Linked DNA regions of Mus musculus: regions 2, 3, 4, 5 and 6 are each linked to region 1. A link is a contact called in public HiChIP or PLAC-seq and promoter capture Hi-C data. All regions are on one chromosome and are shown on one strand. Each heading gives the region's core, a stretch centred on a gene start, on an enhancer-like site or on the middle of the called end of the contact. The rest is flanking DNA. Distances are from core to core; before and after follow the strand shown. Region 1 holds the start of Baz2a (bromodomain adjacent to zinc finger domain, 2A). Region 2 holds the start of Inhbe (inhibin beta-E). Region 3 holds the start of Inhbc (inhibin beta-C). Region 4 holds the start of Pym1 (PYM homolog 1, exon junction complex associated factor). Region 5 holds the start of Cdk2 (cyclin-dependent kinase 2). Region 6 overlaps Lrp1 (low density lipoprotein receptor-related protein 1).

Region 1 (2,973 bases), core at 149-2,648:
ACCCTCCAAGTTCCTGCTGTACCTCCCTGTCTCTGGGTCAGCTGTCATTGTGCCAGCCACTCTGGAGCCAGATGGCTGGGGCTATGAGATGGTGGTATGCATCCTAGCTGTACCTTCCCTTTCCTCTTCAAGACACTCCAAGCATCCAACCTTAAGCACTACAGGACACACACACTGCGCCCTTCCCAGCACCTTTAGTTGTGACTCAGAGTAGTATAAGACAAACCCTGACACCCATTCTACTAATTCTGGAGGCAGGGGCACTAGAGAAGGAGCTCGGGGCTCAGCTGGATGGAAAGAGTATTTCCTATTGAAGGTAGGGTAATTATAAAGACCTCCCACTCCATGACTGAACCGATCTTGCCTTAGCCACAGCTCTTGGCCCTGTAGCAATTCCCATTGGTTCCTTTTCGGCACTCAGGTTCGGAGGAGACAATCTCACCGTATTTTGGTAAGGTTAGGTTCTCTCATAATATGCCAAAAAGATTGTAACCCCTCCCCTTCTCCAAGTGGGTCTGCGCCCCTCGGATTTAGTCTCCAAATTCCCCAACGGACAGCTGGGCATATGATAGGCATATAAGACAGTGACATCTCGGGGTTTTTGTTTGTTTTGTTTTCTGGAGTAACCTGAAATAGAGAAGGTTGGGCTTCCTTTGCCTTACCCAGCACCCCCAATCCCTTAGAGACTTAGCCCCAGTCTTGTTCTGCCGCAACAGCCGCTGAAGCGGAGTATCACAAGGTTCCCGCAGCGCCGCTGCCCCCGGCGCCCGGACTAGGGGGAGGGGCCAGCTCCAGCGGGGCCGAGCGCCCTTCCCACCGAGATCAGGGGGCGGTGCTCGGGTCCGACCCCAAACTCGGCAAGAAAAGCTTTAGGTGAGACTTAGCTGAACTTGAAGGGTGAGCGGAGCAGGGCGGACAGCGCCCGTAACGTGCGTCGTACCCCCCGCCCCCCGCACTACCAGGAGAGGGGTTGGGGTGGCGGTTATCTCCCCCCCCCTCCGGGGTTAGGATGGCGTGGGAAAGCGCTAGTTCCAGAGAAGAGGAGGCGAAACCCAGACCGCGGGAGAGCTTTCTGGCGAGGGAGGCGCGGGGGAGGGGAGATCCAGGGCCGGAATAGGAGGGGTTCCCGGGAGAGGATGGCGGAGAGGCGTGAGAAGCCTCCGGATCCCGGGCGCAGAGGACAGGGGAGGAACGGGCGAGGAGGCAGGGCGGGGGAGAGAGCAAGGGCAGCGGGCGCAGGGAAGGTCAGAGCTTGGATCCCAGGGGAGGAAGCGGCTGCGGGGACGCCCTGCCCTGGACCCCGGGCCTGGAGGCGGATGCCGGGCCTCACCTGAAGCAGGGCCGGGCCGGGCGGCGGCGGCGGCGCAGGTGGCCGAGCCGGGCGGCGGCGCCTCCTCCCCCAGCCCGAGGCCGGCGGCGGAGGGGGGGGGGGCGGCGCTTAAAGGGGCAGGAGCCACCCGGGTGAGGACGAGCGCTCAGGGACGGCTGTCGCGAAGGCTCCGCTGGGGGAGGGGACGGCGGGTGGCGTCTCCTAGGGGCCAGAACCAGGAAGGATCCCAGATGCAGGAAAAGACAGAAACTTCTGCGGCGTAGTTGGGGACAGCGGTGGGTCTGAACTGGAGTACTTGAAGAGCTCTTTTTGCCGGCACGGGGCGCCCAGCTAAGACTTATTCACAAAGGAGGCTGGAGAGACAGTGGGAGCCACAAAGATTCAAGGAGGCCTAGGAGAGCAGGAGAGGGAACTCAAGGCCGAGAGCATGTCGGGGTCACGCACAGCGCCCTGCTAGGTAAACAGGCTTCTCCCGGCCCTATCCGTACTACAGCTGTACAAATCTGGAATCAGGAAACCACAGAGGCAAAACGCTCTCTGTCCTGTCAATGGTGGAGGCCATCCGTAACAGGGTCGTGAGGCTGATGCAGGGCTAAGAATCGACTTTATTCATTGCTCGGTTTGGCCCCAGCCACCACCACCACCCTTGCAGCAACCTCTGGGGCAACAGGAAGCAGCTGCTCAGTGCAGCCCCGACCCGGTGGTGGGTTAAAGGGGGGAGGAAGAAACACCGAGAGAAACTAGGGGGAGGGGAAGCATCTCTTACAAGACCAAGACTGAACTAGTAATGAATACAGTAAAATACTACTTGAATCTCTGCACTTAAATTGGAGCGGGGGGTTCTAGGGTGAGGAAGGAAGCCCTAACCTAAGATACAACCCCAGGCTCTTCCTTAGAGCTGGAGCTTGCCAATGCTCAGCAGCTCACCAGCTAAGCCCCGTGTCCCCCCCACAGTCCGTTTCTCTTCCTTCACTCCCCCAAAAGAGCAAAGGTTAGGCCCCACCCCTGCTGAGTCAGCCAGAGAGGGAGCTGGGCATCCCTCAGGCCTTTCCCAGGGGCAGCTATCATACTTACCCATGTCAGGCTGGCAGGACTCAGGATTAGGACCCAGATTCTCACTGTCCTTGGGTCTTGCTTCAATTGAAGGCTACTGTTGGATCCTGTCCAACTATGGGCTGGGAACTCGCAAACCCCAAAAAAGCCAATGTATGCTTCCTGCGAACGACACAGCCTGAACTGCTGTAGGGTGATGTCCCTGTATGACAGACTGGGGTGGGAGGGAGGAGGGAAGGGCGGGGCTTTCATTGGGTGGAGAGAGGGAGGAGGCGAGGACAGGGCCGACCGGAGAAATATGGAGGAAGGTTAGAACTATATTAATACTTTAGGACTGTGGTTGAAGGGGACAGTAAAGGATGAAGGAAACAAAGAGTTACAGCTAGCGAGAGAGAAAGGTTCTCTACAAACCTTAGAGAACACGAACACCGGGATGGAAATGACCTTTAAAATATCAGTTTCCAAGTCTGTACTTGGGTGACAAAGCAGAAAGAGGTGACCTGTGTACTCTTAGGTCTTTATCAGCTTTTTGCCGACTCGAGTCAGGATCTGGAGCTGTCCCCACCCGGTAACAGCATTTCCCCCAACCC
Region 2 (2,973 bases), core at 167-2,666, 740 kb after region 1:
AGCCAGGGCTACACAAAGAGAGCCTATAATGGGGTTGGGGGAGGTCAGATGTTGGGAGATAACTCAGTAGATAAAGCTATTGCTTTACAAGCGCATGGACCTGCATTAGAGTCTCCAGAGCCCAGGTAGAAATGCAATCCCAGCGTTGCAGACACTGGGACTCACTGGCCAGCCAGTGTAGTCTAATTAGTGAGTTCCAGACCAGCAAGGATGTCCTGTCTCAAAGGAGGTAGGTGGATGACGTCCCTAGGGATGGCACACAGGGCTGTGCTCCAGCTTACACATGCACACACACGAGCACACACACGTGCACACAAGCACACACATGCACACACACGAGCACGCGCGTACACACACACACACATGCGCACACATTAAAAAACAAAGTCGGGGGCTGGAGAGATGGCTCAGTGGCTAAGAGCACTGGCTGCTCTTTCAGGGGACTTGAGTTCAATTCCCAGCAACCACGTTGTGGCTCACAACCATCTGTAATGGCATCCAATGCCCTCTTCTGGTGTATCTGATTGAAGACAGTGACAGTGTACTCACATATATAAAATAAATAAATCTTTCAAACAAACAAGCAAAAATAAAACAAAGCCTGGATGACCAAGACCTGAGGCGGCTTTTCCGGCTTTGTCCCCTAGGTCCCTTAAATTTCCATTTTCCAACTACATTACCAGAAGCCTGGCACCACTCCTGGGCTGCCTCAGATTTGGCCAACTCCTACAGTACCCTAAAGGCAGTAGTTACCAGGCACAGGTGCTTCAAAGGCGCTCGCCCTTCTGCCAGCTCTGCCGGACTCTGCTCTGCTGTAAGATTGCATCACCACGAGCCCACCTGGCCGGGTTTCCCCAGACATCACAGAAGATGTCCTCATCCCTGCTCTGGCCCTCCCCCAGGTGGACTCTGGGCAGCCAGCACAGGCAGGGTCAAAAGGTAATTTCTATGTCCCGTGGCACTGCCACCTAGGCCTGATCAAGAGGACTCCATTTTTTTTTTAAACCACCCTTTCTAAAACCTAACTCGGCTTGAACGCTAGAATTATTGTTCTGACATGGAAACCCCGAGAACTAACCCACTGAAACAGCCTCATAAAACGGTTTCCGTTTTCAAGCTCGGAAGTCAGTCAGGGCATACTGAGGAGCCACCGCCCATCCCCACCTGGCTCCTATGGACTCCCTCACCTGAATCCCAGACCTTGGGAACTGACCGTGTGAAATCATCCTCTTTCTTGCATCATGCATGTCCACGTTGCACCTCCATACCCCTACCTCAAGCCACCACACCCAGATGGTGAAACTCGAGTCCCGGGGGAGCCCTCCACCCCCTGCAGGGGCCTGATGGGCAGCGCAGCTGGCCAATCCTAAGGTTCAGAGGGTAGGTCTGCTGGTTGACCGCTAGGTGAGGGATCCCAAGCAACTGGCTCTAAAGAGGCCCTGCCAGTAGTTAGTCATGAACTGTGAGGGTCACACATAGCTACCCCACCAGGCGATCTACTCTCAGTCTTCCTGAGTCCTAGGCTATTGAGGACAAGTAGCTTGGTCTGCTCTTTGTCAAGGGTAGCTGTGACACTGGTTTGCTGTTGCTGCTGCTGCTGCTGCTGCTGCTGCTGCTGCTGCTGCTGCTGCTGCTGCTTCTGTATCCTCTTTGGGAAATCAGACTCATAAAACTGCCACCCATTCGAGGTTCTCAAAGCAGAGCCATCTACCTGGAGCATGAAGCTTCCAAAAGCCCAGCTCTGGCTAATACTGCTGTGGGCATTGGTGTGGGTGCAGAGTACAAGATCTGCGTGCCCGTCCTGTGGGGGCCCAACACTGGCACCCCAAGGAGAACGCGCTCTGGTCCTGGAGCTAGCCAAGCAGCAAATCCTGGAGGGACTGCACCTAACCAGCCGTCCCAGAATAACTCGGCCTCTGCCCCAGGCAGCACTGACCAGAGCCCTCCGGAGACTGCAGCCCAAGAGCATGGTCCCTGGCAACCGAGAGAAAGTCATCAGCTTTGCTACCATCATAGGTGGGTGAGGGGAGAGAGACCGGGGACAGGAGACACAAGGAGAGGCCTGCAGGGGAGGCAGGAGGCGTGGGGTGTGGCAAGAGAAAGAGCTGGGGACACAGGCCGTCCAGGCCCTTTGCAGAGGTCTGTATGAGAGATGAGGGATGGTTGGGTAGGGTGGCCGAGTGTCAGAGAGAAGCTTTGTTCATGTTTTAATTTGCTTTTTTGTTTGTTTGTTTTTGTTTTTGTCTGAGCAGACAAATCCACTTCAACCTACCGCTCCATGCTCACCTTCCAGCTGTCCCCTCTTTGGTCCCACCACCTGTACCATGCCCGCCTCTGGCTGCATGTGCCTCCCTCTTTTCCGGGCACTCTGTACCTGAGGATCTTCCGTTGCGGCACCACTAGGTGCCGAGGATTCCGCACCTTCCTAGCTGAGCACCAAACCACTTCCTCTGGCTGGCACGCCCTGACTCTGCCCTCTAGCGGCTTGCGGAGTGAGGACTCTGGCGTCGTGAAACTCCAACTGGAATTTAGACCCCTGGACCTTAACAGCACCGCTGCGGGACTGCCACGGCTGCTCTTGGACACAGCGGGACAGCAACGTCCCTTCTTGGAACTTAAGATCCGAGCTAATGAACCTGGAGCAGGTCGGGCCAGGAGGAGGACTCCCACCTGTGAGCCTGAGACCCCCTTATGTTGTAGGCGAGACCACTATGTAGACTTCCAGGAGCTGGGGTGGCGGGATTGGATCCTGCAGCCGGAGGGATACCAGCTGAATTACTGCAGTGGGCAGTGCCCGCCCCACCTGGCTGGCAGTCCTGGCATTGCTGCCTCCTTCCATTCTGCCGTCTTTAGCCTCCTCAAAGCCAACAACCCTTGGCCTGCGGGTTCTTCCTGCTGTGTCCCCACTGCACGAAGGCCTCTCTCTCTCCTCTACCTTGACCATAATGGCAATGTGGTCAAGACCGATGTGCC
Region 3 (2,973 bases), core at 137-2,636, 720 kb after region 1:
CTGAATATCCCCCACAACGTCAGCTCAGCACAGTTCCCGCTTGTACAGACGTCCATTGGCCCATATTTCCATCTCTCCATCTATTGAGAGATAGTCCTCTCCCTTTCCTGCAATCCTGTGTCTTCTAGCTCAGCCCAGAGGCTCTCCTAGTCTCCAGCAGCTCTCCAGCTGAGTTATTAACATGTAACCACCCACGGTGACTCTTTGTATCCATGTCAGCTCTTGGCCTCTGTATTCAATAAGGCTCTGCAAAGAGGACTGTTGATCACCAACAGCCTTGCAGGCTATCTGGGGAAACTAGAATCATTTGGTAAATTGCAACCAAAGAAACTGACATGCTTGCAAACCTATTGTTTTCTCAACAGTTCTCACACGCCCACCTATGTTTCTGACGGGACACACTAAGAACATCTGGTTTGGACATTTCTTTTTCTCTCCCCTTTCCTTAACTTTCAGATGGTAACTGTGACTTAGTGGGCAGAATCCAACCTGAACTAACAAAGAAGGTTGGGCTGAAAGCCCTAAGGAGGAAAATCCGAGCAGTTGGGAAGCAGAGGTGGCCTGGTCTATAGAGTTAATTCCAGGGATACATAGGGAAACCCTGTCTCAAAAAAAAGAAAAGAAAAGAAAAGAAAAGAAAAGGAAAGAAAAAGAAAAAGAGAAGTGGAGGAGGAGGGGAAGGAGGAGTGGGGAGGAGAAGCGAGGAAGAGGAAACTTTAAAGTGCCTCTTTTTTTTTTTTTTTTTTTTTTAAGAGTCACCATTTAAGCAGGTGTGGTGACATATACTTTTATTCTCAGCACTTACAAGACAGACACAGGTAGATCTCTGTGAGTTCAAGACTAGGAGGGTCTACATAGCCAGTTCCAGGCCAGTCAGGGCTACACCATGAGATCCAGTCTCAAAAACAAACAAGCAAGCAACAACAAAGAAGTCAGCCTCTTAACTGGACACGGTAGTCCATGCCTGTGAGACCAGATTTGAGAAGCAGATGCAGAAGTTCAAAACCAACCTCCACTATATAGCAAGATCAAAGTAAACCCAAGCTGAGTGCAAATCTGACTCAACCACACACCATGCACACACAAAAAGTCACAATTTTTTTTTTCTTTTTGAGACTGTTAAGTCCTGACTTCTGGTGATTATCCAGCCTTAGCCCCTGAAGTAACCGCTGCTCACAACACTTTTCCCCCAGGCTTCACAGCAAGGCTCTAACCTTTGTCCCCTGGTCTGGCAGCTCATTTGGCTAACAATCTCCCAACAGAAGCAAGAGGCAGACATTTCTTTCTTCAAACAATCCACACAACCCCCTCTGTACTTTCACTGGCTACAGGAGAATACTGCCAAGTTCCACCTGAACTGGCTTCATTTTTCACGCCAGATGTTTGGCCGCTGTATCTCTGACAAAAAGGAGTCATGCCAGTCGGAGGTCAGTCACATTCCTCCCAGGGTCCCTGGTGCCCAGGACAGAGTTGAAGCCACTCCCGTTGAGACCCTGAATATAGGCTTTGGGTCCTTTAAGGAGGCTATCCTCCAGCAATGGCCTCCTCCTTGCTCCTGGCTCTTCTGTTCCTGACTCCAACCACAGTAGTGAACCCCAAAACTGAGGGTCCATGCCCAGCATGTTGGGGTGCCATCTTTGACCTGGAGAGCCAGCGGGAGCTGCTTCTCGATTTGGCCAAGAAAAGTATCCTGGACAAGCTGCACCTCAGCCAGCGCCCCATACTCAGTCGGCCAGTGTCCAGAGGGGCTCTCAAGACCGCGCTGCAGCGCCTCCGCGGGCCTCGACGGGAAACCCTGTTGGAGCATGACCAGAGACAAGAAGAATATGAGATCATCAGCTTTGCTGACACAGGTAGGTCCATGGTCCGTAGCTCTGGCCCCAAACCTGACCCTAGGAAGGAGAAAGTCTCCTCCCTAGTTAGCTTCTGACTTCATCCTCGCCAAAAACATCCTGCTTGCACACTCTGCGCCTGCGCACCCGGGGGCTCCTACGCCTCAGGTTCTCTAAGTTAGGTCAGGTTCACTTGGTGGGAGCTGGGAGCTGTTGGTTTCACTTCTTTAGAAATCTCTCTCTCTCTCTCTCTCTCCTTCCCTCCTCTTTCTCGCCCCCCCCCCCCCCAATCTATAACCCTCCCTGTGTGAGCCTGCCCAGTCCCCAGGCCAAGGGTCGATTACTGGGCAGTTTGTGATTTCTCTGACTCCAGGATCTATCAATCACCTCCTCTTCCTCGAGAATACCCCATGTCTGTAAAGAGAGAAAAAGTAAGACACCAAGATTATAACATCTCTCCGCACCTCAGGTCCTCACATCAGACAATGTCAAATAAAAACTCAGAAAGAGGTGTGAAAGATAAGGGTAAAGAAATTCAGGCCTACAGCTGGGAGGTGGTGGCGCACACCTTTAATGCCAGAACTCAACTGGGGAGGCAGAGGTAGGTGGGGGTCTCTGAGTTCAAGGCTAGCCTGATCTATAGAGCAAGTTCCAGGACAGCCAAGGCCACACACAGAAATTCTGTCTAGAAAACAAACAAACAACGGATAAAAGATAAAGAAAGAATTACTTCCATAGCGGAGAGAGCTGGAGAGAAGATGAGAACTTAGAAGACTTAAAAGCTATTGCAAGCTCACTCGCTCTCTGGTCTGGAAGACGGTGCCACGCGCCACACCATGCTCCTAGCCGCTTTCCCCTGACTGATTGGCACCTACTTTCTTCCCCCTCACGACCCAGCACAAATTATGCAGCCATCGAGCCTGGGCTCCCATTCTTTCAGAGCCACTTATTAGCTGAGTGACCTGGGTAGTTAATAGCCAGTTTTCTCACTCGTAAATGAGGATAATGAGAGGATAGCTTAGAGACTTAAATGGGTTAATATATAATATAAAGTCTTTAGAATGGCAAGAACTAGGAAGGAGCAGGAAATAGAGAGGGCTCAGCTCCTGTCCAGGAAGACTCTCTTCCCTCTGCATCTTCC
Region 4 (2,973 bases), core at 213-2,712, 660 kb before region 1:
TTGCTAAAATTGCATTTGAAAAGCAGAGAGGCAAAAGAACAGCTTATTTTCCTCTTCTACAGAGCCACAAAGAACAGAAACTATCTCTATAGCAGGGCAGGGGCCAGATGGAATATAAAAAGAATAAGAAGGTACACATTAAAAGCTGCAAACTGCCTGTCATGGTATTAGACGCCTTTAATCCCACAACTTGGGAAGCAGAGGTAAGTGGATCTCTATGAGTTCAAGGCCAGCCTGGTCTACACAGTGAGCTCTAGGCCAGCCAGGGCCACATAGTGAGATCACATCTGGGGATTGGAGTGTTAAAGATGAAAGTTGCTTTTTAAAGGTTGGGCACAGTGGCTCATGCTTTTAATTTTAATAAGGAACATTTAAAGCAAACCAAGAAGCATAAATGGCACATTTTAAAACACACCGTGCATTACCGCACAATCACAGGATCACTTCTACAAAACCCTAGTCACATATGAAGACCAAGATGAAGGCTACAAAAACAGTCACCGGGTACTTGCACTACGTCTTCCAAATATCTATTTGATCATCTCGAAGTCAATATTGCACATTATCCTAAAGACAAGGCAACTACAAACAAGACAAAAACATAAAACCGATTCTCAGCTTCACACACAAACAGCTGACTTCCAACATTTCAGACAGCTCGACTGAAGTGCTACTCAACCTTTAAGAAATCATGGGGTTCTATCAATTATCAAAGACGTTGAGAGAAAGGCCAGTAGATACTTTCCTGTTTGTTTTCTCCCACTTTAAATGGAAAACTCCACCAAGGAGAAAAGTCAAGTTGAAAGTTAAATTCCTCTTCCCTTCACACGTCTGGATTTCAGTGACACCCACCCCCACCCCCACCCAATGAAGATGGGGCAAAGAGTGAAGAAGAAAGCACTATGTAGCAATGAGATCATCAGCAGACACAGCCCGGAGAGAAAGAATGAAAACAGGGAAGGGTAGAGAGCAGGTACAACAGTAAGAAATGGGGGAGGGAGAAAGGGGGTTGGAATTGGAGGGAACTGAGCACAGGAGCCCATAATGCTGGAGAACCTTGCAAAGGTACGGGACTCCAACAGCTAGAAAGAGCTGAAGCGCCTAAGGGTCCCGGAGCAGGGGACATTGGAGGACCCCAGGGTTTGGGAGACCGGAAGCAGAGACCCCCCCCAAAAAACACGAGACCAGAAGGGGGCGCAGGTAACAACCCAAAAGGAATGAATGGGGAAGGCGGTACGGGGGCGTGGCAAAGGAGGAGCCCCGGGATGGGCGTGGCACAAACCCTTTTCCAAGTCCGAACCCCTAACCCAAGAATCCCGGGAGAGGCGGCTCCGCGATCCCCGCACTCACCGCCGGTCTCGTCAGTTACATAGGGAGTCGCCATCTTGAGAACCCGAACCACTTCCGGCGTGAGCGGGCTGGGGTCCCGCCCCCCTCCCCGCCGGAAGTGGAGTCCTCATCCTAGCAAGCCACCATTTTAATCTTAAAGAGAGACTGCACCATTTCTCTGACGCGGGAGGCGGAAAAGGCGAGTGTAAGACGCTCACAGTCATGGGCTCTTAGACTACCACCGACGCCACTGTTGACCTCCTGATGTATATAAAACAATCCCTAGGGCTCGGAGAGAAGTTTGGGCATAAGCCTTATCCCAGACAGTCCTCGCAGGCTCAAGGCCCACCGGGACCCAGCAGGAAAGCTGGTAAAAGAGGAAAGGAATATGCAAGGCCCCTCGCCTGCACCAAACCCTAGGGCGCGTGTTGGCATGGGCAAAGAAGCCCCAGGGATACACGAAAACCCGGGCTAACACTTAAAAGTGGGCAGGTCTACTCGGCACGCCGACCACTCTCGGCCGCCCAGGTTAACTGATCAGAGACCTACGAAGGGGTGCGCAAAGATCGGCGCACTGCGAGTCGGTCACCTGTCCCCGTGGCCTCGGGGGTGCTGGCGGTTTCCATGACTGAACTGGGGCGGGCAGCCCTGGGGATTCAGCGGCCGGCGAGGTAACTTCTTGGCCTGCTGCTCAGTACTGGATCCTCTCGGGTCAGAGGGCACGGGGTGAAGGCTTTTGGGGCGGACCCAGTCAGTATTCTAATTAGCCGCGCCCCACACTTCGGATTAGCTTTGGCTACCGCGAGCAGTTCCACCCTTAAATCTACCGGGACAGTGAGGCCACTCCCTTTGTTAGGTTGTGCCTTGTTCTTGGAAGGAGCGCCAAAGCCCGGTCCGGTCCCTCCCCTCCTCCATCAGCAATTTAGTTCCTCTGGGGCTAAATCCTGTTAAACTTGTTTCCTCTTCTGTCAGGAAGGTGCTGGCTCAAGCTCCTCTCCTCAGGTGTCTGCCCTCCTCCTACAAAGCTTTTTCCTTAACTCTTTCACCCTCTTCTATTGCCCAACTTTGGCTTACACTAACGTCCAACAGTGCCTCTCAAATTGAGAAGTGGGGAAATATTAGTACTTCAGTAGTAGACAATATGTTCTACTTTAAAACAAAACAACCGAGCAGTGGTGGCGCACGCCTTTAATCCCAGTGGAGGCAGAGGGAGGAGGATTTCTGAGTTCGAGGCCAGTCTGGTCTACAGAGTGAGTTCCAGGACAGCCAGGACTACACAGAGAAACCCTGTCTCGAAAAACCAAAAAAAAAAAAAAAAAAAAAAACCAAAAGGAAAAAAAAAAAAAAAAAAAAGAAACAAAACAGGCTAATAAGAACCTCAACTAAGTTTTCAAAAGCTCACACATTGTCCTCCTTGCAATTCTCCCAGCTTTAACCTCTCTCCTTTCAATTCAAGTCTCAAAATGACTTTAATGCTATTTGCATGCACTACATGTTTTTACACGTGTATACTTCTTTCTTTTCTTTTCTTTTTTTTTTTTTTTTCGAAACAGGGTTTCTCTGTATAGCCCTGGCTGTCCTGGAACTCACTTTGTAGACCAGACTGGCCTCGAACTCAGAAATCTGCCTGTCTCTGCCTCCCAA
Region 5 (2,973 bases), core at 238-2,737, 610 kb before region 1:
GCCTGGGCTACACTGGACCTTGTCTTGAACAAATAAAAAAACCAAACAAAACCATATCTTCACTAAAATCAAATAGGACAAGCCTAAAGTATTTTGACTTGTCTGATTAGAAGGGGGAAACCCAGAGCTGGTGTTCAATTGCTAATAGCACTTGCTCCTGACCACCCACCCACACTCACCTTCTAGGGCCCCCACAGCCAGCAGAGCACTCAGCACAAGCACGGGAAGGAAGCTCCTTCTCTGGACACCCATAGTGGTCCTCTTGCCAGCAGCCAAAGGTACCAGGGGGTGGGAGCGAGCCCCTATATAGAAAGGGATGGTCATTTGCATAGGCCTTCCTCCTCTCCCTCCAGAGGAGGGGAAACCTGGGAAGAAGGAAAGGGCCAGAACTGATTTCATCCCACACAGCTCAATGACAGTTTCTGGTTTCGCTGGGTCACATTCACTGACACACTTATTCTGGAAAGAGTTCACTGATGGGCAGCCTCAATTCACATACTTAACAGTCACAATTCAGCAAGACAGAGTGAAGAGAATTGTGTCAAACCAAGAGATCCTTAAGACAGAAACAGCACCTTTATCCAAAAGCATCCAGAAGGGGCTGGGAGGGTAGATTGCCAGCAATAAAACAACACAGGCAGCCAATGAACCCCGAAACAGTGAGACAGTATTAAGCTAGGCTGAGAAACGACTCTATTATCTAGCCAAAGAATCCTTTACAATAAGAGTCCCGATTTTCCAGCCTGGACTAGAGTTCCAGGACAGCCAAGATTACACAGAGAAACCTTGTCTCAGAAAAATAAAAAGAAAGCGGAGGGAGGCGAGAAGGAGGGAGTGTGTGTGGGAGAGAGAGAGAGAGAGAGACCGGATTTTGTGCCCCACATGGAGACCGAGACAAACGGATCTCTGTGAGTTCGAAGACAACCTGGACTTTTGAACGCATTCCAGCCAACAAGGGCTGCATTATGAGATGTTTCCAAAAAGCAGGCGAGAGTGCTGGAGAAACAGCACCGCTGTTAAGAGCGCAAGCCGCTCTTGCAGAAGACCAGAGTTCAGCTCCAGCACCCAAGTTAGGCTCACGACCGCCTAGAACCTCAGCTCCAGGGCACCTGCTGCTTCTGTGAAAACTTAAATGCAGACACACAGACCCACACACCATTTAAAATAAAATACATTATTCTTTTTCTTTTAAAGATTCCCAGGTTTTGCTTTTTAAAAGAGACTCTCTTGTCCAGGTGGAATTTTAATCTCACCCAAGGGGTGGTGAAAATTGTGAGGGAAAGGTAAGGAAATCCGTAGACCAGAAACACCACCAGTTCCGGCCTGCGGAGCCTAAACCAGGAACTGCGGGAAAGTTGTGCAGCTGCCCCGCGGCTCGCCCGCCCAGGGCGGGGCCTCTGAGGCGGGAGCGCGATGGTCCGGTCCGCCCTCGTGACGTGAACCAATCGGAAGGGCGGGGGGCGGGGCCAGGGAAACGCGGGAAGGAGGGGCGGGGTCTCGGATGGCCGTCTGGAGCAGTGGGGGAGGCGGCAACATTGTTTCAAGTTGGACAAATTGTCAAGGGCTGAGCTCTCCTTGCGTTCCATCCCGAGCTGGGACTGCCGTGCTCACCCGGGGTCCCCCAGGTCCTCCGCTCCGAGTGTCGGGCCCGCTTTCGTCAGGGTTCCCGGGCCCCGCTCCCGGGGGCCTGAGCCGCCTCACTAGCGCTCCATGGAGAACTTCCAAAAGGTGGAGAAGATTGGAGAGGGCACGTACGGAGTGGTGTACAAAGCCAAAAACAAGTTGACGGGAGAAGTTGTGGCGCTTAAGAAGATCCGGCTCGACACGTGAGTGGCCTCCGGAGCCGGAACTCCTTTGCCCGGACCTCTTGGCTGTCCCCCTCCCAACCCCCTACCCCAACAGGCGGGTAGCGTCCCCGGACCGGAAGGTAGCGGGGAGGGAGGGAGGGACGCGTGAAGCGAGCGGTGGGTTGGCCGACCGTGGAGGCTCTACCGGAGGAGACTGTCCGGGGCTGGAATCCAGGGGAAAGTTTCTTGCAGTGCTCCAGCCGGTGTGCTCCCAAATCTGCTAGCCGAGAGACTTGGGAAGAGAAAGTTGTGGGGTGGGAGCCCGGGATAGGAGGGGTCCAGGGCTGTTCGTGGAGTTGGGTTATGTGGTAACCAGAGAAAAGTTCCTTTCTGAATGGAGAGCTCTCCTCACTGCTCCAGCACCATACTTAGAACCCTCACTCTCTTTCAAAAGAATGGCAGTTGAGATTCACTGGCCCTCAGGGGAGGCCGGGAGCTACTCTCACCCCACTCCCCTATTACCTTTCTTCTGCTTTTCATTCACCTGGAGGCTCTTCTTACCTTTCACTGGAAAAAGAGGAAATAATGGCCTTAAATATGTCTAAAAGCCACACCCTAACTACCCAGAAATTAACTCCTCACAGCACCTCTCCTGTCTGCCTTCCTAAGGGGGCTGGGGGTTGTGTATCCCTGAGAGAATGATGTTTGTAACCGTATTCTTGTCTCTGTTTTCCCAACCTCTCCAAGTGAGACTGAAGGTGTACCCAGTACTGCCATCCGAGAGATCTCTCTCCTTAAGGAACTTAATCACCCTAATATCGTCAAGTAAGTCTGCTCTGAGAGATGATCACTATGACGAATTCTGCTTGCTTAGCCTCAGAATTTCTCTCCTTCAACTCCATTTCCTGGACCTTCTCTTGCAGGCTGCTGGATGTCATCCACACAGAAAATAAGCTTTATCTGGTTTTTGAATTTCTGCACCAGGACCTCAAGAAATTCATGGATGCCTCTGCTCTCACGGGCATTCCTCTTCCCCTCATCAAGGTAACCCTGTTCAGTGACAGCCCACAAATTTTAGGGAAAACTAGAGGCAGGTAATTCAGTCTGGTAATTTATTTTGGCTTTTTCTCAGACTTCAGACACTCCACCTTCTCCTACTCATTAGTCATTAACCCTAGGATGGACA
Region 6 (2,973 bases), core at 152-2,651, 530 kb after region 1:
CTCTCTCCAGCCCCACTTCTTCCCGGAGCGGAAGGCTTAAGATTTATTTATTTTATGTATATGAGTACAATGTCACTCTCTTCAGACACACCAAAAGAGGGCATCAGGTCTCATTCTGGATGGCTATGAGCCACCATGTGATTTCTGGGGATTGAACTCAGGACCTCTGGATGAGCAGTCAGTGCTCTTAACCGCTGAGCCATCTCATCCCCACCCCCTTCTTCTTTACTTCTTTACTTCTTTTTTTTTTTTTAAGATTTATTTATTTATTATACATAAGTACACTGTAGCTGTCTTCAGACACTCCAGAAGAGGGTGTCAGATCTCATTACGGATGGTTGTGAGCCACCATGTAGTTGCTGGGAATTGAACTCAGGACCTTCAGAATAGCAGTCAGTTATCTTAACCTCTGAGCCATCTCTCCAGCCCCACTCCTTTACTTTTTTAAGAAACATTTTGTAGCCACACATAACCTTGATTTGAACTTCTGATCCTCCTGCCTGCACAGCACTGGGGTCATCTGGGATTATAGGTGTGCGCCACTACCATACCCTTTTTTTTTATGTTGTGGTAGGACTTGAACCCAGAGCTTTGTGCATGCTAGGTAGGTGAGCACTGTGTTACCCAAGGTCTATTCCCATTCCTCCTTTGTTCCTCTCTTCATCCAGGAGGTCCATTCAGACCAGCCAGGTGCTGACTAGGTACTGCATAGAAAAGAATAGACCTGTCCCTCTGTCCTTCTGTCTCCTGGCACACTTTCTCTACGACATCCTGTCTGTGTCTAAAAATGGAGCGTCTGAGGGCTGGTGGAGCTCGTGCTCAGCATGTGCAGGACGTTGGGCCCAGCCCCAGCACCTAAACTGGATACTCTCAATCTCAGCTCCATCAGGAGAGACTGGGAGCCAGCCCCTCCTATCACGCTCTCTGTTGTCCGTCCTACAGTGTGCTCCGCCTCTGGCAGTCACATAGACACGCCCCAGGGAGCCCCGGAGCCTCCGCTGGCTGCTGCTCACAGCACTGTTCAGCTCTGTCTTTTTAGTTACATCTGCTTTATAAAACATTCCAGCTCAGCCCAGCGTGATGGCGCACGCCTTCAATCCCAGCACTTGGGAGGCAGAGGCAGGTGTATTTCTAAGTTTGAGGCCAGCCTGGTCTACAGAGTGAGTTCAGGACAGCCAGGGCCACACAGAGAAACCCTGTCTCGACCACCCCATGCTCCCCCTCCCCCCAAAAAATTCCAGTTCAAGGCCTCTGCAAGCAGGAAGCTTTCCAGTCTGGCCCCAGAGGAATAGTAGAATTCAGTTAGCCGGAATCTCCCCCATACATGAATAAACAGAACTCCACTTCTGAAGAGTGTGACCACACATAGGCCGGGAGTGGGGGGTGGGCAAGAGAAGAGGAAGGAAGGTGCCACGGATCATGACGCAGGTGGTGTGACGTGGCTCTGTGAGGGGCCCTGGGGCCCTGGCAAGTCTGACCAAAGAGCCCTCGGAGGAACTCCCGGTTCCCACAATTCCAGGGGAGCCAGTCATGCCCTTAGCACCTACCAGGCTGCCCCTCTGCTTCTGCTGGTTGGCCCTTCTCAACCCACAGCTGTTCCTGTCTCTTCACAGATGTGGGCTCTGTGGAAGGCCTGGCCTATCACCGTGGCTGGGACACACTGTACTGGACAAGCTACACCACATCCACCATCACCCGCCACACCGTGGACCAGACTCGCCCAGGGGCCTTCGAGAGGGAGACAGTCATCACCATGTCCGGAGACGACCACCCGAGAGCCTTTGTGCTGGATGAGTGCCAGAAGTGAGCTGCTGGGCCTGGGGGGTGGGAGCTATGTCATACGGGAACAGAAAGGGGACAGGCAGGGCCCACCATTTCTGGCCTCAGTGAGATGCATCACCTCTCAGGGCGCTGCTTAATACAAGTGTCAGAAATGAAGGGAGGTTGAGGGCCGTGGGAGATGCCTCTGGCTTTGTGACTGGCATTCATCACACAGTACCGTGGGACTCAAAGCTTCAGCGAAGGCTCACTGACCTTGAGGATATGGGCTGGGCCTGTTCAAACCCCTTGCTGAGCAGAGGTCTTATTACAGTGACCAAGAGGCATTGTGAAGGCAGTTGTGAGCACAAGGCCCCAAAGTGAGAAAAGCAAGAAAAGGTCAAACAGGACAGCAACGGGACTGCCCACCATTTGGGCAAGGCTAGCCTGAGCAGGCAGGGAGTCTGGTCTACCTGTCCTGCCTACCCTGTCTTTCTTCATTTTGATGTGCAGGTTACTAGTGAGTCACACCCTCTGCATAGCAGTCCTGGCTCACGTCTGAGCGACCTGCCCTCCCCAGTTCAGCTGGAATCAGAATGCTTTCTATCAGCCTCACTAGGAAACTAAAGCAATGCCACAGCCTTGGTGACCTCACCTGTCTGGGCTGGTCCTGGGGCCTGTCCTTCCTGGGCCTAGAGCCTCTGGGGAGGGGCTGTCATGATATTTTTCTGCCATTCTAAAAGAGGCATCCTCGGTTTCAACCAAGTCCCTCCTGGCTGAGCCCAGGAAAGTGCTCTCTCTTTCTCTCTCTCTCTCTAGAGCCCCAGAGCCAGTGGCTTCAAAAAAACCCAAGTACACAGAGAATGGACTGGTTGGCAGAGGGTGGAGGATTTCATGACTGCCAAAGACCTGCCCTGTGGAAGTCTGGGAGAATGTCATCAGGGAGGCAGCTCAGGGGTGACTAGAGGGCTGAGATTGTCTTAGGTTAGGGGAGAGAGCTGGAAGGAGCCAGTATGTCAGGATAGTGGTTCAGCCAGCCAGCCATACTCCTCCTGATCCTCACTGAAGCATTAGTGTCCTTGGAAATCAGATAGTTGGACAGGTAGAACGTCCACTGTATTTCTAGTTGCTGACCCTCTGCCCCAAGGAAGCCTCCCCTCCCCCACCCCACCATCCCACAAAGCAGCTTTGCCAAACTCTTAACTCAGGGTACAT

The links. Promoter capture Hi-C pulls out the DNA fragments that hold promoters and counts their contacts. HiChIP or PLAC-seq counts read pairs in DNA pulled down with a chosen protein or histone mark.
Region 2: an H3K27ac HiChIP or PLAC-seq map of microglia shows a contact between it and region 1, with 6 times the contacts expected there. The contact joins the promoter of Inhbe here to the promoter of Baz2a in region 1. A contact is called at or near these places in 1 of 484 Hi-C or Micro-C datasets (embryonic stem cells), 5 of 115 datasets of contacts at active chromatin or transcription factors (astrocytes, bone marrow-derived macrophages, embryonic stem cells and 2 more) and 2 of 9 other capture datasets (adipose tissue and liver).
Region 3: a promoter capture Hi-C map of liver shows a contact between it and region 1, with 4 times the contacts expected there. The contact joins the promoter of Inhbc here to the promoter of Baz2a in region 1. A contact is called at or near these places in 7 of 39 promoter capture datasets (the HPC-7 cell line, frontonasal cranial neural crest, hippocampal neurons and 3 more), 2 of 115 datasets of contacts at active chromatin or transcription factors (microglia and stem cell-derived neural progenitor cells) and 1 of 9 other capture datasets (liver).
Region 4: a contact with region 1 is called in a promoter capture Hi-C map of pre-B cells, with 8 times the contacts expected there. The contact joins the promoter of Pym1 here to the promoter of Baz2a in region 1. A contact is called at or near these places in 4 of 39 promoter capture datasets (the C10 cell line, the HPC-7 cell line, liver and 1 more), 3 of 484 Hi-C or Micro-C datasets (B cells, CD4 T cells and CD8 T cells) and 3 of 9 other capture datasets (adipose tissue, liver and pancreatic islet).
Region 5: a promoter capture Hi-C map of pre-B cells shows a contact between it and region 1, with 9 times the contacts expected there. The contact joins the promoter of Cdk2 here to the promoter of Baz2a in region 1. A contact is called at or near these places in 8 of 39 promoter capture datasets (the C10 cell line, the HPC-7 cell line, cranial neural crest and 5 more) and 6 of 115 datasets of contacts at active chromatin or transcription factors (cardiomyocytes, double positive thymocytes, effector CD8 T cells and 3 more).
Region 6: a contact with region 1 is called in an H3K27ac HiChIP or PLAC-seq map of embryonic stem cells, with 2.4 times the contacts expected there. The contact joins the enhancer-like site here to the promoter of Baz2a in region 1. A contact is called at or near these places in 1 of 39 promoter capture datasets (neural stem cells), 10 of 115 datasets of contacts at active chromatin or transcription factors (SST interneurons, astrocytes, bone marrow-derived macrophages and 7 more) and 4 of 9 other capture datasets (adipose tissue, liver, macrophages and 1 more).

The regions. Positions count from the first base shown.
Region 1 is chr10:128,091,208-128,094,180 of GRCm38.p6, reverse strand. Baz2a (bromodomain adjacent to zinc finger domain, 2A) reads right to left here and starts at 1,398. Exons shown (of 30, transcript NM_054078.2): 1 at 1,331-1,398.
Region 2 is chr10:127,350,291-127,353,263 of GRCm38.p6, reverse strand. Inhbe (inhibin beta-E) reads left to right here and starts at 1,416. Exons shown (of 2, transcript NM_008382.3): 1 at 1,416-2,016; 2 at 2,253-2,973. The coding sequence starts at 1,719.
Region 3 is chr10:127,368,961-127,371,933 of GRCm38.p6, reverse strand. It overlaps Inhbc (inhibin beta-C), which reads left to right and starts at 1,386. Exons shown (of 2, transcript NM_010565.4): 1 at 1,386-1,853. The coding sequence starts at 1,538.
Region 4 is chr10:128,746,944-128,749,916 of GRCm38.p6, reverse strand. It overlaps Pym1 (PYM homolog 1, exon junction complex associated factor), which reads right to left and starts at 1,462. Exons shown (of 3, transcript NM_001170869.2): 1 at 1,351-1,462. The coding sequence starts at 1,384.
Region 5 is chr10:128,703,565-128,706,537 of GRCm38.p6, reverse strand. Cdk2 (cyclin-dependent kinase 2) reads left to right here and starts at 1,487. Exons shown (of 8, transcript NM_183417.3): 1 at 1,487-1,826; 2 at 2,535-2,612; 3 at 2,711-2,831. The coding sequence starts at 1,711. Pmel (premelanosome protein) reads right to left here and starts at 280. Exons shown (of 11, transcript NM_021882.4): 1 at 180-280. The coding sequence starts at 252.
Region 6 is chr10:127,562,434-127,565,406 of GRCm38.p6, reverse strand. It overlaps Lrp1 (low density lipoprotein receptor-related protein 1), which reads left to right. Exons shown (of 89, transcript NM_008512.2): 42 at 1,614-1,803. Among named protein-coding and RNA genes, the nearest start is that of Nxph4, 29 kb to the right of the region's middle. Within about 2 kb of position 1,401, at least 77 of the 459 cell types and tissues checked have an H3K27ac peak or open chromatin away from gene starts, as enhancers often do. A contact at or near this core is called in embryonic stem cells, where this site is marked.